Regions from separate parts of the Sus scrofa genome. Here region 1 is linked to region 2. A link is a contact called in public Hi-C data. All regions are on one chromosome and are shown on one strand. The core of a region is the stretch at or near the end of the contact, and the rest is flanking DNA. Distances in the headings are between cores, read along the strand shown.

The links. A called contact is a pair of places that touch in the nucleus more often than the background predicts.
Region 1: a contact with region 2 is called in a Hi-C map of omental adipose tissue, with 1.6 times the contacts expected there. The contact joins two enhancer-like sites. A contact is called at or near these places in 6 of 47 Hi-C or Micro-C datasets (adipocytes, brain, embryonic fibroblasts and 3 more) and 1 of 2 datasets of contacts at active chromatin or transcription factors (skeletal muscle).

What each region holds. Positions count from the first base shown.
Region 1 is chr2:47,108,541-47,114,519 of Sscrofa11.1, reverse strand. It overlaps MICAL2 (F-actin-methionine sulfoxide oxidase MICAL2), which reads left to right. Exons shown (of 38, transcript XM_021083313.1): 29 at 433-507; 30 at 5,715-5,866. Among named protein-coding and RNA genes, the nearest start is that of PARVA, 83 kb to the right of the region's middle. Within about 2 kb of position 3,854, at least 20 of the 83 cell types and tissues checked have an H3K27ac peak or open chromatin away from gene starts, as enhancers often do. A contact at or near this core is called in omental adipose tissue, where this site is marked.
Region 2 is chr2:46,447,516-46,453,607 of Sscrofa11.1, reverse strand. TEAD1 (TEA domain transcription factor 1) reads left to right here. Exons shown (of 14, transcript NM_001142669.1): 9 at 418-479; 10 at 1,444-1,568. Among named protein-coding and RNA genes, the nearest start is that of RASSF10, 110 kb to the right of the region's middle. Within about 2 kb of position 1,552, at least 4 of the 83 cell types and tissues checked have an H3K27ac peak or open chromatin away from gene starts, as enhancers often do. A contact at or near this core is called in omental adipose tissue, where this site is marked.

The sequences.
Region 1 (5,979 bases), core at 2,605-5,104, 660 kb before region 2:
GATGGGTCGTTGCCATGAGATGGCAGCTTTGAAGAATTGCTCTGCTAAAAGCAAACATGTTCCATCTGCATGTGTGTATATGGGCGCATACGTGTACATGTGTGCTCATGAGTGTGTCTGAACACATGCTTCTTTATGACAGGTAAATTAGAAGGATGGCTTATAGTTTGAGCTATTTTCTGAAAGAGGGCAGGACCTGTCCCATAGCAGGGCCTCCGTAAATAGCTGATGAATGAATGCATGAAAGGTTGGAGATGTGTGTTACAAGGACAGGTGTGGTCGGAGCAAAGAAAGGAGCTTGGTCATTTATGAGCTTTAGGGACCTTTAGTCTATTAGCTTTCTGTAAATGGGCCATGAAAAGTATTCTACCTCTGTAACTGATGTTTCCTCCCTCCCCATCTCCCCTCCCCCTTTTCTTCTTCCCACCACAGCTCTGCAGCGGGCCAATAGCTTCCAGTCTCCAACTCCCAGCAAATACCAGAGTGGGAGAAGAAAATTCCAGTCCAGTGAGTCATGCGCTCTCTGGGGGTTGGGGGGGGCGTGGTGGGGAGGCAGGAATTATGTGATGACTTCTCAGGGGCAGCTGTTCTCACTCTTCACATGCCCTTTCTGAACTGGCCTCCTGGATGTGAGGAGCAAGGAAAGAAATATAGGTTTGATTCTATTTCCACTGCTCACTAGAGGACTCATTTTTCCAAGGGATTTGCTCCCTTCTGTTACCCTTCTGTTACCCTTCAGCTCCCTTCAAACTCTGCAATTGCACTTGAAAAGGACCCTAGCAATCACTGGCCCCAAGCTTCTTGAACCACAGTTGAGGAAAATGAGGGTCTGTATGGGTTTTTTGCTTTTGTTTTGTTTTTGTTTTTGTCTTTTGTCCTTTTAGGGCCGCACCCGAAACATATGGAGGTTCCCAGGCTAGGGGTTGAATCAGAGCCATAGCTGCCGTCCTACGCCACAGCCAAGCAACACTGGATCCGAGCTGCGTCTGTGACCTACACCACAGCTCACGGCAATGCTGGATCCTTAACCCACTGAGCAAGGCCAGGGATCGAACCCCAACCTCATAGTTCCTAGTCGGATTCATTAACCACGGAGCCACGAAGGAACTCCTAAGGGTCTATATGGTTTGATTCAATACACTGGAGTTGGCCTGGGGGCATCAGCTTAATCTCAGGCAGTAGTGCAGTAGCGGGGAAAGCAATGAAGGAATACACACACACATACACACACACATACATGCAAATACACACTGTCCTGTTCCCTTTTCTGAGCAGGCTGTGGTCCCAAATCCTACATCCCCCAGGAAGGGCCCATGGGTGAAGACCAGGGCTGGGAGGGGACTAAAGCAGCAGGCTCCCACTAGGGGGCACAGTCGTGCAGCATCCTAAAGATTCTGCCCCATTTACACAGCAGGTGTTCCCTCTCCTGTCCTGAAAGAGTGGCAGGGCCTCTTCATCTGATTCCAAATCCATCCCTGCCTTCCACTTCCTCCTGCCCCCACAGTCCCTCTCGGACTTGCTGTAGGAGAGGTGGACCCAGGAAAGCCCTGGCGTAGACACAAATTTGTTTAAAAGAAACGTTGGGATAGGAATAACCTGCCACTTAACGTGATTCCTTCCTTCTGAGTCAAGGCTGATTCCTGGCCAGTGAGTCATCCACCCCCTCCCCGCCCGCCGCCCTGAAACCTCCAGACCTGCAGCCTCCTCTCACTCGGGCCAGGCAGGAAGAAGGGCACTTCTAGAACTGGACCAGAACTGCACCCCTGGGCAGGCCCTCCACCTGGGGACAGCCTAAAGTGACTCTTGAACCATCTTGTAGTCCCCAGCGATGAGGGCGAGAGGAAGGAAAGAATTCATGTTTGCTGGAGGCCTGGGCCAGGCCTTTTCCACATGCTCTCTCGTTTACTCTCCCACCTCAACCCCTCCCCAGTCACAGGAATTCTGCTTCTATGGGTGGGTCTGTTTGGAAGCAGAGATTCCACCTAACGCTTCCAGCCAACTTGAGCACCACTCGTGAGAGAGGCCCAGCCTCACCCTCGAGAAGTGCCTCGTCTGGGGGGAGAGCAGGGAGCCTGGTGGGGGGGGTTGCTGGAGGAGGAACAGGAGGGAGGGGACTGCTAACCAGCAGCAGGGTTTCTCAGCTCTGTCTTTAGTTATCCCGGGAGGGTCAGGTGTTGGTTCTCAAGTGTATGTAAAAGTTGGTTTGAACGCAGGCCTTGAGTTTGAATCATTTCTATTGGCTTAGTGCCTAGCATGGAGGAGGCACCCAGTCCTTGCTTGTAGAATGAATGAATGAATGAATGAATGAACGAACGAAGGAATGAAGGAACTCATTAAAGCACCAGGGACCACGCTAGCTGAACTGAGTCAAACGGAGGGGGGCCGCCAAGAGAACCTGGGTGCAGGCTGTCGCCCCTAGAGGGCGCTCCAAGACTTCGGGAGGAAATGCGCGTCCCCTAAACGCCACATTCTGGGAAGCTGCACCCTGGAATCCGAGTCTTTGTGAAAATCTCCAGAGCCATCTTTTAGGTCATCTTCATTTTGCCCAAAAGGAAGCCCAGTAGGCAAGGCGGAAGGAGCAGAACTTGGGGTACTATCCCTTTGCTGCCTGGTTCAGCCCAGCTCTGGCCCCAGCCCCAGGTAGGAGGACGGAGGGGGTTGCATGCCTGCCCTTAGCACTCTCACCAGCTGACCATGCTCACCAGAATGACCTCCAGGGGCAAGGGGAAAGGTCTCCATTGCCAGAGGGCCCAGAGAAGAGGCAGCGGACAGGGGTGGTGGGGCTCTGGTCTCCTCATCAACCCCCTTTGCACGAGGGGCCTGGAAGGGCCAGTGGCACCCACGACTGAGTCCCCTGCAGAGGATAGGGCCACCCTGGCTGGACCATGCTGAGGTTTCAAGGGAAACAAGGAAGAGCTGGCCAAAAGCACTTGAGTTGGTGAGTGAGAAAGAAGCCTCAGGACCCTGAATTAGACAAGTCCTGGTGGGGGTGTGTGCAGCCCCCCTGGAACAGGTCAGTGGTTCAGCAATGCCTTTATTGGACCCATGTGTGTGCATGGGAGAAAGGGAACCAGGTGGAGTTAATATTGAGCTAGCATGTGACATTGACCTTGTGCTTGGCACTGGGCTCCTCTTTTTATCCCACTTTATTTCCTCAGCCACCCCACAAAATAGCACCAGGCTCCCTATTTTTTCAGATGTGGAAGCAAGGGGCCTGTGACTTGCTCAGTGTCAGGCCACTGGGTGGGTGTGGAGGGGGTGGGGTTCGAGGCTCCCCTATACCATCCTCCGAGGGACCCCAAAGGCCTCGGTGGGTGGGATCTTCCCACCACCTCTCAGCTGGGCTCTGGCCTCATCTTCCCGTCCCAGACCCTCCCCACATCCCAGGCAGTGGCTCGAATGGCAGGCATTTTGTTTCCTGCAGCACCTCAACCCTGCCCCAAGTTCTATCCTGAAGACAGTGTGTGAGGATCACGTGTGGAGAGAGACCCACTCACTGGGTAGGGGTGGAGCTTAGGCAAAGAAGAGAGGGGGCAGCTCCTAGGTCATGACCTTGAGAACCCCAAGGCTTTCCTGTCGGCTTGGTTCCCAAGGTGTCTGGGCTCCGTGTGGGAAGGTTCCTGGATTGCTCCTGGGGGAACGGGGGTGGCGGGGGGCAGTCTGTGGAGCTGAGGGGCCTTTGGCACAAGGTCAGAAGTTTGATTCGGGAGGTGGCAGAGGGGAGAACGAGGGGGCGAGGAAGAGGAGGAGAAGGAATTTGGCAGGAATTCAGCAAACCGAGGACAGGAAGCAAGGCAATGACTGACTCACAACTCTTGCCTTTTTAGGCTCGAAGCATCTGATTGTGGGCTGAGACAGGGAGTTCGGGTGATAGGCAGGCCAGCCAGGCCAGTCGTCTGCCCCGTTTCAGCTCTTGGCAGTCAGGGGCCTTTGTCCCCAGCAGCCCCTTCCTGCCTCCCTCAGATCTGTTTCCCTGAGTTACCTGTCTCCCCCTCCCACCCCCCACAAGCATCCTGAAGCATCTCTCTTGGGCAGCTTTCTGACTGTGTGTGTGGCCAGTTTTTCAGAGCCCAGGATGGGTGCACGCTCTGACATGCATTTGTATGAGGAAAGCGGGCCTGCAGGCAACCCTCCCCCCACCCCCCACCCCAGTAGCTCCCCTGCCAACGGGTTGGAAGGAACTCTTCTGGGGGTGAGGTTTGAGTTTGGCTTCACTGCATCCCAGAAGAAGAGCATGTCAGCCAAAGCTTTGGAGAAACAGGCCAGGGGCTAATGTTAAGAAGCCAGCTGGGGCATTCCTGTTGTGGCACAGAGGAAACGAATCCAACTAGGAACCATGATGTTGCGGGTTTGATCCCTGGCCTCACTCAGTGGGTTAAGGATCCAGCGCTGCCGTGAGCTGTGGTATAGGTAGCAGACCCGGCTCAGATCTGGTGTTGCTGTGGCTGTGGCATAGGCCGGCGGCAACAGCTCCAGCAAGACCCCTAGCCTGGGAGCCTCCATGTGCCATGGGTTCAGCCCTGAAAAGGCAAAAGACAAACAAACAAACAAAAGAAGCCAGCTGAAGTCTGCAGGCTGGGCCCCTCAGAGGGAACCAGAAAGGGGTCAGCTGAACAGACAGAAGTGGGGAGTCCAACAGGAGGGGGTAGTTAGAGGCAGTGGCCCTTGAAGCAGGGGGAGGGTCCCTGGGGAACAGCCTTTATGTGCCAGAAGGGCTCACAGGTGAGCTGGCTGGGCTGAAGGGTCAGACACCGAGTGGGCACATCTGAAAGTGAACATGGCATTTTCTGAGTCCCTCTGAGAACCAGTTGTTGAAATGGTCCAATAGGGAAACAAGATGCTCAAGAGTTTAGGTTTAAGGTCACCTGGTTACTGTTTGCACGTGTGTGTGTGTGTGTGTGTGTGTGTGTGTATCTGGGTGTGCACACGCGTGCTCGTGCACTCACGAGAGAGAGGGAATGAGACTGATCTTATAGGCAATCTTATACTGATCAGAATTCTGCAGTAACTCTAATGGATTTCAGCTCCCACGGTTCAGAACGAGGCTCATCCTCAGCCCTGGTCACCCTCCTTTCTCATGTCAATCTCAGCACACACACGGCACCTCGTTTGCTTCCTAACCAGCAGGACCTTGGCACGGACCCCACTCCATATGCTTCGAATGACTTGATGCCCATAAGAACCTCCCTCCCTTGTGTTCGTGTGCAATCTCCAACTACCCAGCTTGCCCGAGAGCCCCCTGGCTCACATGTGAGAAGGAAGAGCCCATGTCCTTAGCAGTGGCCTCCTGTCCTATCCGTGCCCACAGCCAGGGGTCCAGCATCCATGGGAAGAGGCCTCAGATGGTGTCTTGACTAAGTGATGTCACACAGCCCCAGCACCCACCGCAGTGGCTTTAGGGCAAACGTTAGAGGTAGATTCCATTCCGAGAAACACCCTGTTCCGTCTCTTGGGAACATTCTCACCTACATGGGAGATACAGTGGTTCTTGGTGTTTTTGTTCTGGGATCTTCTTCCCCCACAGGATCCTGCCACTCCTATACCTGTTCTTCTAAGTCCCAAGCAGTGGGCCCCAGGGCCTCTGATTCCCACCTCCAGCATCTTCCTGCCTCTGACCCTGTTTATAGAGAGGCTTCACTGCAAACCTCCTCTTCTCATGGTTAAGATAAGGAAACCACAAGTCTGTAATGGAAAGCATGGTCTTTCCTCCGTAGGCTTGACACCAGCGAACAATGAAAGAATTATGTCGCCTCCAAAGGAAGCGTCTTCTCTTTCTCCTTCCTCATCTTCTCCTTCACCTTCCCTGCCATCTTCTTCTTCAGCCGATGTCTCAAGGAATGCTCTGGATGGCTCCTCCCCACCCCAGGTAAGTGCCCTCAGAGCCCTGCTCAGGTGTGAGGAAGGTGAGCTGCCTGTCCTTCCCATGTCCACACTGAGCTCTGGATTCCTGGCATCCTTAGGTCACCCCAAGTGCAAAGC
Region 2 (6,092 bases), core at 303-2,802:
TGGAAATCTTGCCTGAGTATTCTCAAAAGAACTGGAGCTATTTAGCTAGAAAAGGAGAGCCTGAGACACGTCCCCAGCCTTGCCTGGAAATGGTGACCGCTTGACCTCAGTCTCTGCAGGGATGAGAAGAATGGTTCATACGTAGCCTATCACAGCATGTGGAGTTGGGCTGACCGGTCCAGCTGGTCCCATTGAATTGGCATGAGGCTTGGTGGTTTGGTCCCCAGTGCCCTCACAGTTCAACAATGTAACTGTCTGTCTTGGCAGTGCTCTACTGGGCTGTGAATCACCTGCAGGCAGGAAACCCTACAGTGGGGAGGACCCCAGGTGAGGCCCCAGCCCTGGAAGGCTAGGGCCAGGCCTGGGAAGTAGCTGCCACTCCTCCGTGGTTTTTGACTCTCTCCATCCTATCTCCAGCGTCAAGCCCTTCGTGCAGCAGGCCTACCCCATCCAGCCGGCGGTCACGGCCCCCATTCCAGGTGAGTCTCTGTAGGACCCTTGGGCCCTGTCCCACAGCCACACATACCCCCTACTTGCAGAGCCTTGGGTGCCCCTGTCTTCCCACCACCCTCCTTAGGGCAGAATGAACCCAGAGCTCAGGGGAGTCATAGGGGTGTCCCCTCCCAGGCCCTGATTCCTCTCAGTCCTCTCCCAGGAGCTCTTCTCATGGGTTTTAGAGAAACAGAAAGCCTGATGACTTTCACTCAGGACCTGGGTCACCCTCAGAAGGGGAAGTGGCTAAAGTTCCTTCCCCATCATAAACAGGCCACATGGGCAATCTCAGTCTGGAAGGAAGATTCACCCCTTTTTCACCCTTTCTTAGATAAGTATATTTCAGTTCCTAGTACTGTTCTTTAAAGGAATGCTTACAGGGAAGCCCAACTAGAAAACACACACCTGGCCAGCCCGCCTCCTACCATGCACGTGAACAGACTCAGTGGGACTCTCTTCATCAAAGACCCCCCAGATTGCAGTGCAATCACATGCGGCCCTCTGCTCCAGTACCATGGAATGTTCCAAGAGGACTTCTGCAGCACTGGTGACTGCAGCCTTTGGAAGGGAGAGGGACGAGCCCAAGGACTGCCCGCGCATCCCTGTCTCACAGGAGGTCTCTGCCAGCCGCCACTTCTTCTCTTCCATCACCCTTGCTGAGGTCCCCAGCAAAGCCCCGTGGCCGAGGACTAGGTGTCCTCATACCACGGCCCTTGACCTGAGCCGGGCCAGCCTTATGGGGAGCCATGTGCGTTGTGCTTCTCTGGCTGGCCACACCTCTGGTTTCCGTGGCCAGAACCTACCATGCCTGGCACTGCTGGACTCTGGCAGAGGGCCCTATTGGCCTTTCCTTCTGAGTCGTCTGTTTTGTAGGGCTCTGCCCCAAGGTTAGCCTGGGTCCGAGGGGAGGCAAGCAGCCAGGTTTAAGGTGATGATGGATTGGTCTTTCAGGGTTTGAGCCAGCGTCAGCCCCAGCTCCCTCGGTCCCAGCCTGGCAGGGCCGCTCCATTGGCACAACCAAACTTCGCCTGGTGGAATTCTCAGCTTTCCTCGAACAGCAGCGAGACCCGGACTCGGTGAGTGTGCTCAGAGAGGTGTGTCTTGAACCCAAGATTTGCTCCTCTTCCCCTGCCCTTGGGCCTGATGAGTAGCCTGCCTGAAAACAGTCCTGAGAAGAATAGCAGAGCAGCCCTTCAACAAAGTAAAAAGACATTTCTGTTGACAAAGATGTAGAACTTTAGACCTGAATGGTTATGGAGGCTCCGGACCTCAAACTCCAGGGATTATTGGAGCTGAACAGAAGGACCTTAGCAGGCTCTTGCAACTGGTAAAATGTAATGCTTATTGAGCCCTACCCTGTAGCGGGCGTTGAGCAAAGCGATTTCAATCACATTTTACCTTTACAAAACCTCTTAATAGTAGGTGCTGTCTGATGCATGAGGAAACAGACAGGTTAAGTAATTTCCCTATAGTGACACAGTTGATATCTGGTGGATTAGAGATTCAAAGTCATATCTTTAAAACTCAGGCCTAAACATGTAGCTGTTATGCTATACTTCTTTTCCAAGCTGTTTTTTTTCTCAAGATGGCAAGTTGTTATTTTCTGAAAGAAAATCCACAGTAATAGTACGTTAGCAGTTTGACGTAGAATGCTATGCACTAGAATACCATAAATACCGATAACATCGAAATCTGGATTCTGTTTGTCTCTTCTCTTCTTTGCCATCCCCCTGCCCCATCTCATGCCTGTCATCCCACAGCTTCTCAGCCAGGCCCACCGTTTCCCCCACATATGTGAGCCTTGCTTCTCCCCCACCCACAAGCCCGAGACCCTTTCCTCACTCCCACTCCTTGCCTGTGAGTGTGAGCCTTGCACCAAGGCAGAAACGAAGAAATCATGTTTGTCTTGGGGATCTTCACGAACTCCTCTCCATGCTCTCTCCCTCACCCCACCCCACCCATCTCGGGGGCTACCGAGAGCGCACAGGTGCCATGCTCTCTGGGTGGTGGCCACCTCGCTGTCAGGCTACTACCATCGAAAAGTGTCATGAATGCGTGCACTGTGTATAAATAGTTCAGGTACCGAATGACCGGAGGTGAGCTATCCGAGGAAGTGTCTGATGGTAGATGGGGGCGATACCATGGGCAGAGGGACTTCCATCAGCCATCACCAGTGTGGACACGCGAAGACCCTGGCATTTCTGTCTGGGAATCGTGAAGGCGGGGAGCTGGTGGAAGAATAGAGCCTGTTCCCGAATTAGGCTGTCGAGGCAGGTAAAGGAAAAGGAGATCATTGAGAACAGGGATGAGAAGGCCATCGGGATCACCCAGGTGTCTGAGTGGCTTTATAAGAAGGGCGATGGGGAGAGCTTAAATACCTGTCTGTGGGAGCCCTGAAATAAACAAGCAGAAAGACCATCATCCTGATTCTTCTTTTTTCTGAGAAGTATAGATGGTTCTTTGGCCGAAGGCTGGGCCTTAGCCTCGTTAGTGTTTTTGCTTTCTGTAACTCAGAGTACTTTGTCTTGGTTATTTCATTTTGCCCTCAAACTGCTTGTGAAGTAGTTTCTGTTTTCCTCATTTTTCAGGTAAAGAAACTGAGGCCCAGACACATTAAAATGACTTAGGATTTTTAGCCAATAAGCAGAAGGACCAGGAGCCAAGATCCTCTGTTTCAGGATACTCGTTTCACTACTGTAAACCACCACCAGTGGTGAAGGTCTCTTGAATTGTGTGTTAGTTTGCGTATCTCCTGTGTGAGGGAATCTCTTTCTTTCCTTGGAATAGGACTCCAAGACACTGGGAAGCAAAATCCCAAGCTGTTAGCTGTTATCCTTATTAAAATACTCAATATAGGAGTTCCTGCTCTGGTGCTGACTGCAGCAGCTCGGGTCACTGCAGGGCAAGGGTTCAATCTCTAGCCCAGCACAGTGGGCTAAAGGATCCAGCATTGCTGCAGCTGTGGTGTAGGTTGCAGCTGTAGCTCAGATTCAGTCCTAGCCCAGGGACTCCATGTCGTGAGGGTGCTGCCGTTAAAAGAAATTTTTTTTTAAAGACAAAATATAATGTTTTACCACAGTTAATTTTTTTTTTTTTTTTAAATTGGAGAAGCCTGTGGCAGCCTATGACTGTCCTCTTCACTTATGGACCTTTTAGGGCCCCGAATGTCCAGTTCCTCTTTTTGTTGTTGTTAGTATCAGTTGGGTTTCACACTGAGTCACTGCTAGATTCATTCAGTCCATTCTGTTTATGTGCACTTGGATGTTGATCATTCAGTCCATGGATGTTGAAGGCGCTCCGTCTGCCAGGGAGGGCTCAGTGCTGCACAGACAACCGCTGACGCTGCTTTTGTGGAAGGTGATGTCTGGTGACAAGGCACACGAAGCAGTTGTCACACATGAGGTCCCTGTGAAGCGTGGTGACTGCTGGGCAGGAAGGATACTGGACGCTGGGAGTGATGGTTGGATGATTGGGACTGGGCAGGCTTCTTTAAAGACGTAGCCCCTACCCTGAGAGGTGGAGGATCGATGCGGGCCAGGGAGGAGTAAGGGAGAAGAGCTTTCCAGAGGCTGATGCTGATGTCTATAAAGCAATGAGGGAAAGCTGGTGAATGGTCTAGAAAGGCAGGGCCTCCGGGTCCTCAGAGGAGAGTCCAGAGAGAGAGATGCTTCATGCACCTTCAGGATTACACCTAAGATCTGAACGGTTCAACTAGACTTGACCTTGTACTGATGAAAGAAAAGGTTTGTCTCTTTAGGTGGGACTCCAATACGTGACCTCCGTGGTGACAGTGGTAACAAATGTGGTCCACTAGAGAGTGAATTTCCAGGGTAGCCGGGACTAGGGGAGGCCACCCTGGACCAAGGACTAGGTGGACTAGGCAAACTAGGTTCTCGTCTTGGCTTTGTTGCTCCCAAGTGTGCCTCCGTGCCCTGTGTCCTCTTGGGAGCCAGTTCAGGCAGAGAAGGGTTCAGAGGTGGCCACAGCCAGTGACTGGCTGTGAGATAGCAATCTCACCAGGCCCCTTCTGTAGAAAGAAATAGAGTTATCTACCTCATGGGCTGTGAAAAGGATGAAGGAAGTCACCAATGAAAGGTAGTTCACACTGCACCCAGCTCGTTGATGCATTTTCTTTGGTTTTTGCGAGCTCTGCCCATGGCCGCATGATTCCAGTGAGCCTCAGCCATCACAGAGGAGTAGGATCTGAAGAATCCAAAGTTGAGTTTGTTTAGGAGCCTCATTAGTTATCTGTAAGCTGTTGGTTTCTTTATCAAATTAACATGCTTAATGTTTGATGTTGAATTTGAAAAACAGTATATCCAAATGTGCTTAAATGTACTGGCTGAATTTATTTTAGATAATTTTAAATTGTCCTATAGTTGGAAGTCTGAGAGTCATTCACATACTACAAGTTTTTTTCAGTGTGACCTTTGACCTCAAGGGCCTTTACCTGTTCATTGTAACAGCACCTTGTGTTTGTAAAGTAAAGCGTGTATTAAATAATTTGAGAAGTTGGCGTTTGAGACTTGTCAGAATGCTTTGAATAATTTTGTTATTTCTCCCCCATTTCAATTAGTCACCTCTCTTAGTCCCAGTCATTCTGAAATTCACTCTTCCGATTCCACATGTCGCCATTGCCACCGTAAGGATTCTCCATGCTTCTGCCACCCCTCCAGTAGAGGTAACCGATAGTGGTGCTAGCCAACACTCTGCATTATCTTACTCAGCCCTATGACATAGCTGCCCAGTGTTAGCTGGGCAGCTATGTCCAGCTGACTTTGGAAATGGGATTCAGATCTAGGTCTGTTGACTCCACATCCTGAAACTGTAACTGAAGGTTACCTGGTCCATATGTATCTGATGAAAAATAAAAATCTGACGGTCCATATGTTCTTCGTAGTCTGTAGCCCACCATATCTCTAAGGAATGAAGGGAAGAATACTCTGGGGGATGAGCGCCCCCTGCTGGCCCTGCTGCATCCTGTGTAAACCAGACATTTCCCCAAGTCAGTGGTTGTTGTTATTGGTGGAGAACCAGCAAGTCAGTCCCTCTGTTACCTTTGGCTCCACTAGAAGCTAAGAGAAAAACAGCAGAGGGTGAAGAAAGGAAGATCTGAAAAACAAAGCCTATTTTAGAAGTGTTAGTAATGCTTGAAAATACACTTTCTACATGATTTCAGTGTTGCACATCAAAGGACTTTGAGTGTTAAGTGCGTGCAAGATCCTCCACCCAGGGTGGGCTTTTTAAAAGAGCCTCTCCTGTAATCAGGGCTCAGTTCCTGGAGACCTGAGTTGGGCAGCTGTTGCTTTAGAAAGATGAAAACCCAGCATTGGTGAGCTGTAAGCTGAATCCTGTGTGTGCATGGGAAGTGATTTTCCTGATCAAGCCTAGTGGGGAAACCTCTACCCCCCTCAAAGGCAGGTCAGGTTCTAGTACCACCAATACCCTGCCCACCCCCCACCCCCAGCTCAGCCACATCCTGCTCTGTAGCTGGCAAACTGCTGGTTCAGACTTCCCAGGCAGAGGTTGTGCCGTTTAATGCCTGTCATGGTTTGGATGCCAGAACAAGCAGGGCTATGAGCAAGAAGAGAGTGTGTGAA